Regions from separate parts of the Canis lupus genome. Here region 1 is linked to region 2. A link is a contact called in public Hi-C data. All regions are on one chromosome and are shown on one strand. Each heading gives the region's core, a stretch centred on a gene start, on an enhancer-like site or on the middle of the called end of the contact. The rest is flanking DNA. Distances are from core to core; before and after follow the strand shown. Region 1 has its middle 22 kb from the start of NDUFB4. Region 2 overlaps FSTL1 (follistatin-related protein 1).

Evidence for each region. Hi-C and Micro-C count contacts between places; a contact is called where the count stands out from the background.
Region 1: a Hi-C map of amygdala shows a contact between it and region 2, with 7 times the contacts expected there. The contact joins two enhancer-like sites. A contact is called at or near these places in 3 of 9 Hi-C or Micro-C datasets (amygdala, liver and tumor fibroblasts).

The regions. Positions count from the first base shown.
Region 1 is chr33:24,664,629-24,671,399 of UU_Cfam_GSD_1.0, reverse strand. No RefSeq gene overlaps it. Among named protein-coding and RNA genes, the nearest start is that of NDUFB4, 22 kb to the left of the region's middle. Within about 2 kb of position 4,274, at least 9 of the 20 cell types and tissues checked have an H3K27ac peak or open chromatin away from gene starts, as enhancers often do.
Region 2 is chr33:24,553,200-24,559,725 of UU_Cfam_GSD_1.0, reverse strand. FSTL1 (follistatin-related protein 1) reads left to right here. Exons shown (of 11, transcript XM_038582959.1): 3 at 5,410-5,514. Among named protein-coding and RNA genes, the nearest start is that of FSTL1, 32 kb to the left of the region's middle. Within about 2 kb of position 4,350, at least 10 of the 20 cell types and tissues checked have an H3K27ac peak or open chromatin away from gene starts, as enhancers often do.

The sequences.
Region 1 (6,771 bases), core at 3,025-5,524, 110 kb before region 2:
AGCAAATTCTGACTCACTAGTACACAATGCTGTTAATGAATTCCACTTTCTGTCCAGGACCTGGGTGAAGGTAAGAGAGGAAAGATGTTTCAAGCTTGTTGCACTAGAAGGGCACGCTTCCGTGTGCCTGGGATCTTGCTCTACTTAATGCTTCAGGACTTAACAAGGCGGGCCCAGTGATGTGTGAATGGGTGGTTCTGATAGAGACAGTGAGCAAAGTCATGTCTCCTTGTCCTTCTCACTCAGGGACACTTCCTTTCTGGGATGTTGACCGAACCAGGGTACTTCCCTAGGCCTCGTCAGCTGTACACTCATCTATTTCTTCCTTCCTCCACTTTTTCCACATATTTACCAAGAGCTCTTGTGGGCTTAGCCTCTTTGAGGTGCTGTGGGAGCTACAGTAAGAACAGGGTATGAGCCTCTAGATTTTTGTGACCGTTACTGATTGCATATCTGGAACTCGGGTGTGACCACGAGGCCCCCTGGCAGCTGAGCTGGTGACTTCATTACTATCCCCTTCCCTCCTCATCAGCTCCTGAGATCTTGGAAAGTCTGTCTGGTTATTATAGCCTGAGGAGTGTGGTTCTCTCTTATATCCCTCTGTCCAGGGGGACACCAGGACATCAATGCAGATGTGACCCTCTTGCCTTAAATGAAATAGCACCCATGTTACCATGCCTGCACCATCAGAGAGGTGTCAACCCTCTACGAGTTAGCCACTTGAAGAAGATGCAGAATCGGTTCAGCTTGGTGGATAATTCTCCTTGCTTTCCATACTGGCTTTGGCCACCTCTACTTCCAGCCTACACTGAACTACTAAATATACATATATATTTGCTTGGTGGTAGGATGGGTCTCTCAGAGGTCAAATATTTTCTTTGTAGTCTCCTTATTTCCTGCTCTGAGTTTCCCTCTAGAACATCTGCCCTGGTCAAAATCTTTTTTTTTTTTTTTTTAAGTAACAGTTTTATAGCATGCAGTTCAGTGCTTTTTATTATATTTGCTGAGTTGCATATCAGCACTAATTTCAGAACGTTTTCATCACCCCCAAAAGAAATCCCAAACTCATTAACAGTCACTTCCCATCTTCCCCTCCTCCTGGTCAATGACTAATCTATTTTGTTTCTCTGAATTTGCCTATTCTGGACATTTCATATAAATGGAATCATACAATATGTAGTCCTCTGCGACTGGCTTCTCTCAATTAGCATGCAAGTTTCAAGGTTAATCCATGTCGTAACATGTATTAGTATGTCATCCCTTTTTTGACTAAATAATATTCAATTGTATGGATATACTGCATTTTGATGGATAGACTCCATTTATCAGTCAGTGGATACTTGGGTTGTTTCCTTTTTGGGGCTGTGATGAGTAAGGCTGTTAAGAACATTCGTGTACTGGTTTTTGTGCAGACGTATGTTTTCACTTCTCTTGGGACTATATCTAGAAGTGGAATTGCTAGGCTGGCTGAAATCTTAAGGAAACATTTCTAATAGTCTTCATTCCTCTGTGTTTCCCAGGGAATACGGTTTCTCTATATTCATCAAACAAAAAGGAATGACCAACAGCAAGAACTCCTTCACCAAGTCCTGGACACAGCACCTGCTTTCCCAAGTCAGTTACGCCTCCACTCTACACAATATGTGGCTTTGAGTGACTGTGGCAGGTCTGGGGATGGGGGCGAGTCACTGCAGTGATTCACATTGAAGAGCAGCTTGCAGCGCCCAGAGAGGGTGTGCAGAACCAGCCTTTTCTGCCCAGGCTTGCATCTTATAAACAGAGGAACATGTATAGTCGTCATTCCCTGCTTAGAACTGATTCCTTGAAACCTGGTCTCTCGTATGGTGTCCAAAATCTTGGACTCTGATCTCCAGGGTTGTGCATTGCATGAAATAAGCAATTTGCAACCTTGGAATCCTAAATGCCACCCCTCCACCTCCCCATCAACTCTGCAGGCTTCTGTTTCTAACTGAAGTCTGCCCTCTGCTGGTCACAGGCAGCCCAGACCCGCAACATGGAGCGCTGAGCAGGTTTCTTCTAAAATCATTTCTTCTTCTCCAGGAGCATTTAGGAAATTGCTACAATTGATCCAGCTGATAGCAATACAGAGAAAGGACATCTTCCGCAGAGTGTTCCTCTTTTATTTTTTACTTTTTGATGTTTGTGAATTTTTTCCCCCTTTTATTCAACAGAAGCTGAACTGGGCCAGTTTCAGTTACCTATGAGCCGCTTTCACTTGTGATAAATAACCAATATTTGTATTTATGCAGTGCCTGCCAAGGCCCTTCTGCTCCCATTGACTCGTGAGTCACTACGATATTCTTTTACAGTAGAAGTGGCCAAGGGCTAGTCGAGAAGGGGGCTAATATGAAGTGTGGGCTGTCAACTGTCTATCTAGTAGTTTTTCAGAGGTGGTTGGTAGACTGCCTTGAGACACAGAGACCGATTCTCTTCAAGTTCTGTGGGATATCTGCTTGCCCTATTGGAAAGCTGCAAGGCATCAGACATTGGGGGATCCCAAGCAGACAGGGCAATCCCTTCTTTCCCTTCCTTCCAAATGGGCACTCTGGCCGGGGAAACAGATTCAGGAGGGACGTGAAAGGTGAGTTGGAGAGGAAGCCAGAGCCAGGGGAGACCAGGAGACAGTGTGAGCAAAAGGCTGCCCCAGTGACAGGAGGAAAAGAGGGAGCCAGAGGATGGAAGGTACGCACGCAGGGAGAGCGCAGGGGACTAGCGACTGCTTCCCTGAGGGCCATCCCTGCTTTCTACAAAACATTTAACTGTAAAAAAAAAAAACCTTTTCTGTTTTCAGCTAATAAAGGAAATGGAGTGCTTTCTGATGTTCTTATCCAGAGTCCTTGAGAATAACCCTATAACTCTGACCTAATCTTTTAGAAACATGCACACTTTCTGCCCTGAAAGAAATGCAGCACTTTTATGAAAGAAAATGCAATTTGGGGGAAGATTGTTTGGGCTTTTAACCTCCGAGTAGGTGGGAGGCAGGGCACTCACAAGGATTTGGTATGGTGAGCATACATCCTAGCCAGAGGTCTAGAAATCTGTCCCCCTTCGCCGAAGTACAGCCATGGAGGGGACTCCGCTGCCTAGAGCCCCGGCTGGTCCCGCTGCTCAGCCCAGGGCCACCCCCCAAAGTCCCACCATCCCTGTCAGCCTCCTTTGGACTGCAGAACCCGAGACTTAGGGGGTGACAGCGATCCTGCGTCCTGATCTCTCTCTTCCTCTCCACTTCCCTCTTGCCTCCTCCTTCACCTCCTTCCTGGTTCTCTGGATTCTAGCTCTCGGTGACTCCAAACTCATCATCTGGGGGGAAAGACAGAGGGCCTACTGTGTTCCCCTGGCTGAGCGCTGCCCCTTTAAAATCAACCTTCAGGGCAGCCCGGGTGGCCCAGCGGTTTAGTGCCTGCCTTCAGCCCAGGGCCTGATCCTGGGGACCCGGGATTGAGTCCCGCGTGAGGCTCCTGCATGGAGCCTGCTTCTCCCTCTGCCTGTGTCTCTGCCTCTCTCTCTCTGTGTCTCTCATGAATAAATAAATAAAACCTTTAAATAAAATAGAGTAAAATCAACCTTCAGTTGTTGGGGGGAGTTGAATGGGAGAGGAGAGAACCAGGTCTTCTGCTTTTCCTCCCAGAGATAAAAGCTATTCTTAGCAAGTAAAATCGGCTTGGCATTTGGGGAGCCTCGCTTTTCTCTCCTTTCCGCCCCGGGGGTTTTGCCATTGCCCTGCCTCTGCCTCCTGCAGAGAAGATGAAGGGGAGGAAGGGAAGGGGGAGGAGGGAGGCTCTCCTCGGGACTTCTGGAAGCCTGGTCCAGGTGCAGTGCCCTCAGCCCAGCCCCAGAAGGCCGGTGTCATTCTAGCGGAGGGTGCGCTCGACCTGCCCCCGCCTGCGCCCCCACTGGGGCGGGGCCCTCCCTGGGCCTGGAGCCCGGGGAACCCACCCGGGCATTGATGACCCTGCCTCGGGGCAGCCCGGGTGCCTTCAACCCTGCTCGTGATCCCGGGGTCCTGGGATCGAGTCCCGCTCCCCTGCAGGGACCTGCTCCTCCCTCTGCCTGTGTCTCTGCCTCTCTCTCTATGTGTGTCTCTCATGAATAAGTAAATAAAATCTTTATTTTTTAAAGACCCAGCCTCAGACACCAGGCTTCCGAGACACTAGGATCTCGGGGAATTACAAGGAAGCAGGCACGGGTGGGCAAAGCCCGGGACGGGTCGCCCGCTCCCGCGGCGCAAGGCCGCAGTTCCGCGGCGCGGCCGGCAGGGGGAGCTCGGGCCGTGTCGGGCCCAGCCGCGGCCCTTCTGCTCTCTCTGGGGTTCTCGCCCCCGGGGTAGGGGGGCGGGGGGGGGCTCGGTGCACGGGCTCGGTGCACGGGCTCGGTGCAGGGCGGCCTGCTCCTCACTCTCGGGGCCCCGCTGGCACCTCGCAGGGCACCGACTTCACAGGCCTCCCTCTGCCCCCCACCCCCTCCCCCACACTGTCTTCTCGGCCTTGGCCTCCCCTTCTCAAGCTCTCTCAGGAGCCCCGGCTGTGACTCCGGTTCCCTCGGAGTCTGTGTTTCTGTCTGTGCTGCTTCCGAGCTCTGGGGATCGTCCTGTGCGCGAGAACGCGGGGAAGCGAGCGAGCCCGTCTGCAAGCCGAGCTCCGCAGGACGGTGATGCTCAGACCACGATGGATGCTGCAGGCTGCGCATCCCGGCCCTGCGTCTGCTCCCGGGTCTCTGACCTCCAGGCCTGCGCCCCCCCCCCCCCCCCCCCCCCCCGCCAACCCGTGCCCCCCAGTAGCTGTCTCCTTCCCTGGCCAACTGCACAAGGTCTTCTTCCAGGCAAGATGCCCGCAGCAGAACAGCTGTAGCTCTTGTGGCTCCGTACTTTGTTTCTTAGGTAAGACCCAGGCCCCTCATTTCCAGAACACCCTGGAACTCTGGTGGGATGAGGGGTTGAGAGGCATCCAGGCAGAAAGGGGAGAGACTCAGCTTTGCACTTTGGCTAGAGCCTCTCATTACCCAACATTCAGGTGCTTGGCTGTATCTGGTCCACTCTGCCAGAGTATCTTCATCCACGGAGACTTTCTTTCATGTCTTTCTTTCCAGACTGACCCTCAGGGCCCCGCCAATCTATCATGCAATCTGGGCCCATCTGACCCTGTGCGGGAACAGAGATTCATTTCTTTATATCTGGGCTTTTGAGCCCTGGATAATTAAGAAATGCAATCGAGCGTGTGTTTTAAGGTTCTAAAACATCCCATGAGCGTCAAGAAGCTCCCCCAGCTTTTGAAGGAAGGCAGCTTTGCCTGAGCCCCGAGCATGTATGGATGGCTCCTGGGGCAGTGATGCTCAACAGAAGCTGTTTCAGTTTCAGTTTCCCCATATTTGGGGACTATGGTGGTGGTGGCCAGGCATCCTCCTCATCCGACATATTGTGGTCCCTACCTCCAAACCTATTTTGTTCTATCCAGGTTCTCATTATTTTTCAAGATCCGAATCATATGTGTCCCTGAGAGGCGGGTTCTAATATTAGATCTGGTAGGATGACATACTCTTCAGTCTGAGCATTTTAACTTCCTTTAAGCTCCTGGATTCAAGGAAAGTGGTGGTGTTAGGATCTGATCACACTTGTCTCTGCCCTGCTCAGTTTTGGTAACCATCATCATTTCCTAGTTCCAGAACCTATTTGGACCAAGTTTAAGACCAAAGTAGGGACTAAGGGGGAAGATAGGCAATGCAGTGCAATCCGGCATTTAAAGATATTTACCCCTTGTTTGCCCTTGCTAGGCCCTGGCCATCCAGAGAGCCTGAACAAGACATAGGCCCTGTCCTCAGGGAGCAAATGCTTCTACTGGAAGGACCTTCTGTGTCTCTGAACCGGAATGAAAATGGAACTGCTGCAGAAAAAACCCCGTGCTGCAAAATGCTAACATCATCAGGCAGGTTGCTTCTGCAGTGCAATCTATAATCTCTGTGACTTTCAGAACCAAAAGAATTGCTATATGACTTTCTAAATTAAGCTTTAGCATTACTTTGGAAATTAACAAAGCATTCCTTCCCACAGACACTGTTCCCAAATTAAACATTTTGTGCTTGTACAGCTGTTCAAATGTTGGGGAATTGAAGATGAAAAGGTTCTTAGGAAGGGAAGAGAGGTGGGTGCCTGGAAAGGAGAGAGGAACACTGCAGGGGAGTTCTTGGAGGGGGAGCTGGAGGTCAGGTAGCAGAGATTATAGAATGGTTAGAGAAGTTTATAACCCAGTTAGTGAGTACATAAAATGTTTTTAAATTATTAGGTCTAGATAAATGTAGGTTAAGGGGGCCCATTATGATCAAGTATTTAAAGGCATACATTTAAGTGGAAAACTTGGGGAGTGGCTATCCCCCACCTCTAATCAGTAGGAGCCGGAGGAAACAGAGGAAATAAACAGAAACAGTCAAGATGGTATTTTAACTGTGGGTCACTGTGAGGCCCACTTTTCAAGATTTGACAACAGTTCAACACTAGAATGGGCCAGAGGATGGCTGGGCACTCTCCCCTGGGGGTATTTATGGAAAGAACAGAGCCTTTGGGTTCTGCAACATTGCAGGTTTCATCCAGTGTAGAGACAGAGGCATGTCGTGGATGAGCTAGCTCCCCAGGTTCTCTTCTAGACAGGGAAAGACAAGAACTCATCTAGGATCAGAGGCCTTTCACAGCAGCTGGAGTGAAATGGACAGCTGGAAGGCCCACAGTCCCCACTGGCCCACCTCCCACCACCACACCAGAGC
Region 2 (6,526 bases), core at 3,101-5,600:
GGGAGCCAGAATTCCACCTTGGCATAAGTAAGACTGTTTTTTTTTTTTTTTTTCTTTTCAAAAAGAAAATTGGGAAGGAAGAAAAGAATGGGGGGTACAGAGCCGACCCAGTTCACTTTAGTGAAATGATGATATATTAAGCTGACGGTTTTATGGTTTTGCTTACAAGCTTCCTCCCCTGCCAAAGCACACTGTTCTTCCAGAAATTGTTTTACTTCAGAAGACTTTCTTTTTTTAAACATTCAAAGCGTAGTTTATATTCATACTTAATGCTGGCTGGCCCAGAGACCCCGAAGCACCATCACCTCTTCTGGTAGCTTTGCAGATAACTTGCTTTGTACTTTGCTTGCAAAGGATCTCTTTTAACAGCAAAACTAATTTATTCTTTTAGACTTTGGATCCACAGCAACACCTTTTCTAGCTTTGATTTGTAATGAGGCAAAGTGGTTTGTGGCAAGAGGGCTGGAATTAAAGTCTGGAGACCTTAGGCCAGGACCCAGCTCTGCAACTATGAGGTCTGAAGAGACCAGTCACACGCAGCCATGAGCCTCAGTTTCTTCTTCATCATTGGATGTTAAGTCTGGAAGTGCCTTAAAGGTAACCCCTGCCTGCCTATCCTAAAGGATTTGGAGAATTAAAAATGAGAGTAAAAAATTAAGGCTAATTGAAATTGCTCTACAGGTATAAAGTGTTATTATCATGCAATGGCTAACGGTTGCCAGGGAGAAAGCTGTTCCCCTAGTAACATTTGACAATGTTCCCAGTCAGCCCTTTACCTCTGGGGGAGTTTGCGTTGTGAAGTTTAACAACCACGAGACCAAAGCCCCAGAACATGGTTTACAACACGTAACGAAAACAACATAGAAGCAGGTCAGGGAGATGATGCAGAAAGTCAAAGCCAGAAACCCGATGCTTCTCCATTGGAAGCAAGTATTTTGTTGACTTTTATCAACATAATCAGTGTCCACATTTTCAAAACACACCCCTCCTGACCCCACTCAGTGAATCACATTTTCACAGGTATACCCCGACTTAGGGGTTTGCACATCTGTGACCTCACACTCGTAGAGCAATTCATATGCCAGTGTGGTTGTCTATTTAGATGAAATTCTCATATAGCCTTGGGACCTAATTCCTAAAAAAAACTGCATGGTGCTCTGTGGCCTCTCCCTGTGCCGGCCCTTATAGCTGTCCCCTCTGCCCACAGCTCCCTCCCTTGACTGTTCCCTCCCTGTAAGGGAATATTGAGGCTCCAGGGCCAGGCTGACCTGTCTTTCAGTCCTCACTTGGCTGTTGCTCATCATGTGGCCTCTGTATGTCACGGAGCTTTTCTGAATCTTAAATCCCTCCCCATCTGTGAGATGGGACTAAAAACAGATGCTGCGAGGACAGAGGTATCTGTGAAGGCCTCACTCAGTTTAGGTGCTATAATTCATATTAGCATTGGACCCTAGGCCCTTGTCACCCTCCACTAGTGCCTCTAGCCTCTCTCCATCCAGGCTGCCCTCCACTTTGAGTCTGAATTTCTGAGGTGGAAGGGACCAGACACCTTAATATTCCAAAGCACCACATTCACCTGCTGCCCTGCTTCTTTTCTGCCTTACTCACCACACCCCTCCCCACCAGGCAGACTTGTTCCATGAGCTTGTTTATGCCAGATGCATCATCTCCACTCAGCAGAGGCGTAAGACCACCTACCATGCCAAGGAACTTTCTAGGAGCTTCAGGGGTGCTCATGACATCCCATTACCCGAGAAGATAGGACTTGGAGAAGAGCTTTCAAATGGTACAAAGAGGCCACCTCTAGGAAGAAAATTTTCATTGTTTTCTGCACTAAAGCACGCCTGTGAGTGGGAACAACTGGGGAAGATTGACGGCTTCAGGTGGGACATTCTTTCCCAAGCCAGCAAAAATCCTGTTCTTTGTATCTGCTGCCTGTGGCTGTGGGGTGCTCTCCCCACCCCGCCCTCCCGCCTCCCACCCCACAGCCTCCCACCCACATCTCGATGGCTGGGAGGGTGGGGCTGCAGGAGCCAAGGCTGCATCTCTGCATTGCGGCGTTGAGTTCTGCAAGACAAAGAGAGAGATTGCCACCTATTGACAGATGTGCCACCTGCAAAGAGGGATGCCAGTGTGACTGGAGCTGCCCCCTTTTCTCTTTGGTCTTAAACAAGAAGGGACGGGGGTTGTTCACCCTTGTTTTTTTTCCATTCAGCCAGTCCTCCCACTCTCAGTATCCTGAGAATACCCTGGAATGCCAGGGTGACAGAGGCTGGGTGGGGACATGACTACCAAGGTGGTAACAGCACCCAATGACGCAGTTGTCCAGAGAGTCAGTAGCAACGGCAGCTCTCAGCCAAGTGGCAGGCACTCTGCTGCAGGCAGCTCGCCTCCTCTAATGCCCACACACCCCTTGCGGGGATTAATGTTCCCATTTCACACATGAGAAAACCGAGGTCTAAGGAAAGGTGCCTTGCCCGTTGCCATGGCAATGTAAGGAGCAGAGGTGGGATGTGGGAATTCAAATGTAGTTCTCTGAGGCACTTGTAAGCACTTTCTCACATTTGCTAATTATGCAAATCACACCCTGTCATAATCTCCTTCACCTTGAATCTTCTGGATATGAAAGTCAATCAAGGATAAAGGAACTGCTTTCCCTTTCGTTGAGTAGGATCTTAGCTCTGTCGTGTTATAGTTACTTAACCTCTAAGGCTCAGTTCCTTCATCTATGAAATGGGGAAAGTTAGGATGTCTAACTCATGGCGTTATTCTAGGGCTTAAGGGAGATAACGTATAATCCAGATCACCTAAGCAGAGAGCCAGGTATTTATAAATGGGAACGTACTCGTCTGCTGTCTGAAGATCCAGGTTAGAATCCTAGCTCCTCTCATTTTTAGCTTTGGGATCTTTGGGCAAGTTACTTGACCTTCCTGATCTTCAGTTCCCTCATCTATAAAATGAGGTTAATAATAGGCATGTCCTTGCAGGGTTGTTCCTACAGTAAGATGAAATCATATGTGTGAAAACACTTTGTAAATTTTAACTGGACTATTCAAATATTAGGCTTTATTTATTTTATTATTTTTTTAGTTTTTTTTATATTTTTAAAGATTCTATTTATTTATTTGACAGAGCACAGGCAGGGGGAATGGCAAGCAGAGGGAGAGGGAGAAGCAGGCTCCCTGCTGAGTAGGGAGCCTGATGCAAGGGATGCAGGGCTCAATCCCAGGGATCATGACCTGAGCCAAAGGCAGACGCTCAACCGAATCAGCCACCCAGGTGCCCCAGGCTTTCTATTTTAAATAAAGAGTATCTGTTTCTTCACATGATTTTGGAGGACCATTTCTGAAAAAATGGCTTGGGTTGAATTCAACCTGGAAGTTAAAGCTTTTCTTTTTCATACTTTAAAAACAGCAACAGAAGGTAAAAGAAGCTCTGTACTTGCCACAGGCTAGTCTGCAGGAAGCTCTGCTTGCTTTTCAGTTTGTGATGCCCTTCCCAACACCGTTTCATCTGCACAAGTCAGGGCTGGGACTGACCCCCATTTTATAGATGAGGAAACTGAGGTTCAAAGAATGAAAGTCGCTACTTAGAGACACACAGCTAAGTGGTAAAAGGTCGGCCCGTGGAGCTGTGAACTGGTGTCTTTAGAGCGTAGGCATATGCCCGGGCTTGTCCTTTTATGGATTTATTCGTCTGTATCTCTTGGCAAGAGTGTTATTTCATGAAGGGGAGAGGAGAATATAGTCTTATCTGAGATTTTTTTTACCCTGGTCAGCAATAGCCTTTCCCCTTCCTTTTTAGAGCTGCTTTTCCCTTCCCAGGCACAGTTAGGAGGGCCCTGCCCCGAGAATATGCTTGATTTATCTCCGCTCCTGGTTTAGGAAACAACAGCTCTCCAGGCTTCCCAGCATTCTGAGAATTACTTCCTCTTCTCTTCCCCGCCTGCCAGCTTTATTGAATTCGCCTTAGCAACATCCAAAAAAGAATGGGTTTAGCAACAGCATCTGAACCAATGAAGTGTGAGTGTGGCAAGAGTTTCTGGACCAATGGGATCCCGGCATGACAGGCAAGATGGCTGGGGAGAGACAACAATAACCTGGAGTTTGCAAAGCAGCCTCCAGGTGGCAGCAGACCAACTGTATTGGGCACAGCCCTCAGCTCTCAGTATCTACTTTGTTTTTGTTTTCTTTGACTTCTTAGATAGGAAACGTATACCAACTACAAGAATTTTAGTATTGCAAGCTTTGCGGGTGTGAGTTCTCTGCATGACATGGTAGACATGGCCTGAAGGGAGGCATCTGAGGCTCCCTGTCTGCCTTTACGCCCCCACCACAGCGCCTGCCATCTTTGTTGGTTTTGTCACAGCCAGTGCTACCCCAGTGGGCGGGGGGCCTGGGGGCCTGTGGTGACTGCTGCTCAGCAGTCACACAAGGGCTGGAGGAATCACATTCTCCTTTGTTCAGCCACCACCGCTGCTGGCCTGCATGACGAATGAGGTGGGGCTGCTTTTTAGCCACCAGTCAATGGGAGGGAAGGAATGTGTCATGGACAGAGTAGGGCCTGTAAAGACTCATTTTCAGTGGCAGAGACTGGGACCACTCCCTCCCTGTAGGTTCTGCTGCACACGTCTGAACAAGAATGTCTGACCACACGGGGTTTGAGGATAATTCTACTGTCTGTCGAGTGGTTTGGCCCTCTTGGTCTTGAAGCCAGAGGCAGATGTGGACAGGGGCTGAATTAGACCCTACCAAGTAATACCAATTCCATGTTTTGATGGTTTAGTGATCCTTCTTTTGTCTTTTGAAATGATACTCCCTTGAACACCACTCAGCGAGATTGTGGTCCTCCAGATAGCCATATTTCTCTCACAGGTCTCTCTTTCCGTCTGGCTTACTCTTCTCATCCTTTAGGAATTAGTTAAGCATCCTGTCTTTAGAAAGTCTCATTTGATTCTCGCCCTCCTTCCCCCTTTTCCGGATCCTGGTGTCCTGTTGCTGCACTTGCATGTTGATTTCTAAATGTCTCTTTATTTGTGAGCTTCCTCAGAGAGTCCTGGCACTCCTTGAGGACAGAGACAGTGCCTTTATAGCTCTTTACTGTAGTGTTGGCATAGAGGGGGGTATTCAGTAACCGTTTTTAAAAGAAAGGAAGCACATAAGAAAGAGACTCTTGCTCTTTAAGAAACAATCTGAGGGACTCGGAGGTAGCTGGGCCTGGGCTGGAGCAGTACCAGCAAGTCCAGGGCTGGCTGTTGGGGACAGATTCTAGCTGTTTCAGGACCCTTTGGCAACCATGAGCTGCAACTCCAGACTAAGACCAGAGCCTGAAGAGTAACTGCCACCATTGGCTTATGCCATGACAGGCTCATCTCTGTGACCTGGTTTCCTTTATGACTTTGTGTTTTAGGAAGAACTAAGGAGCAAATCCAAGATCTGTGCCAATGTGTTTTGTGGAGCCGGCCGGGAATGTGCAGTCACGGAGAAGGGAGAGCCCACCTGCCTCTGCATTGAGGTAAGTCCTGAGGTCACGAGCTAGAGGACAATAGGCCAGACGGCTACCTTGCTGCAGCAGCTGTCAGCAGAGCAGTGCCAACAATTTCATCACCTTTATAAAAGCATACGTCATCTATTGAAAGACAAGGGATATTCTTTTTTTTTAAATTTTAGTTTTATAAGATTTTGTAGCTTAAAATTTTAATAATGCTTTATTAAGTTAATACATTTGTATAAACATAAAATTAGTAATCTTCCCCATAACCCTCAAATCCAGTTAGTCTGAGATGACCAGTGTTAATGGCTTGGTATATATTATTCCACTTTTTTTCTATGCTACTATAAGTATACAGGGTTTCCCCTCCTATTTTATACAAAAATAGGATCATAATAAATATTTTGTAATAACATCATATTTATGCAATAATTTTCCCATAGATGGACATTTAGGTTGTTTACCACTACAGACAGTAAAACCCAGTATAAGGATATACAACTATCCTTAATGCTGCTGCTTTATTTCTATAGGATTGACTCCCAGTAGGGCTTGCCACGTCAAAGGATATGCATTTTTTTAGAAAAATACTAGATGAAATGAAGATTTTTTTAGTGGGTCTTGTTTTTAATGAGGTTTAAAATGCAATGTGAGCATTTGAGAAATACTTCTTTTGTAAGTAGGATTCTAACAAGGTCTCACTCTTCAGGCAAACATAAATACCTTCCTTCCCTTTTCTGTCAAACCAACACAAACCTAGAACTATATCTGTCTTTCTGCAAATAAATACACCCAATTTAGTTCCCAGGTGAAGGATCCTGAGCATTGTCCAGAAAGGAAGACCACCCCCCAGCTTAGAAACCTGAAAACAGGACACACTGGGAGCCTTAGGAGGACCTTGCCAGAGGTGTACCTGGCCACTGTGTGGTGGTATGAACCTGAACTTACAGTCAGGAAACCTGGCATCTAGCCTCACCTTGACCACATAAGATCTGTGTGATTTTGAGCAAGTCAGTTGTCACTGGACACTGTGAAA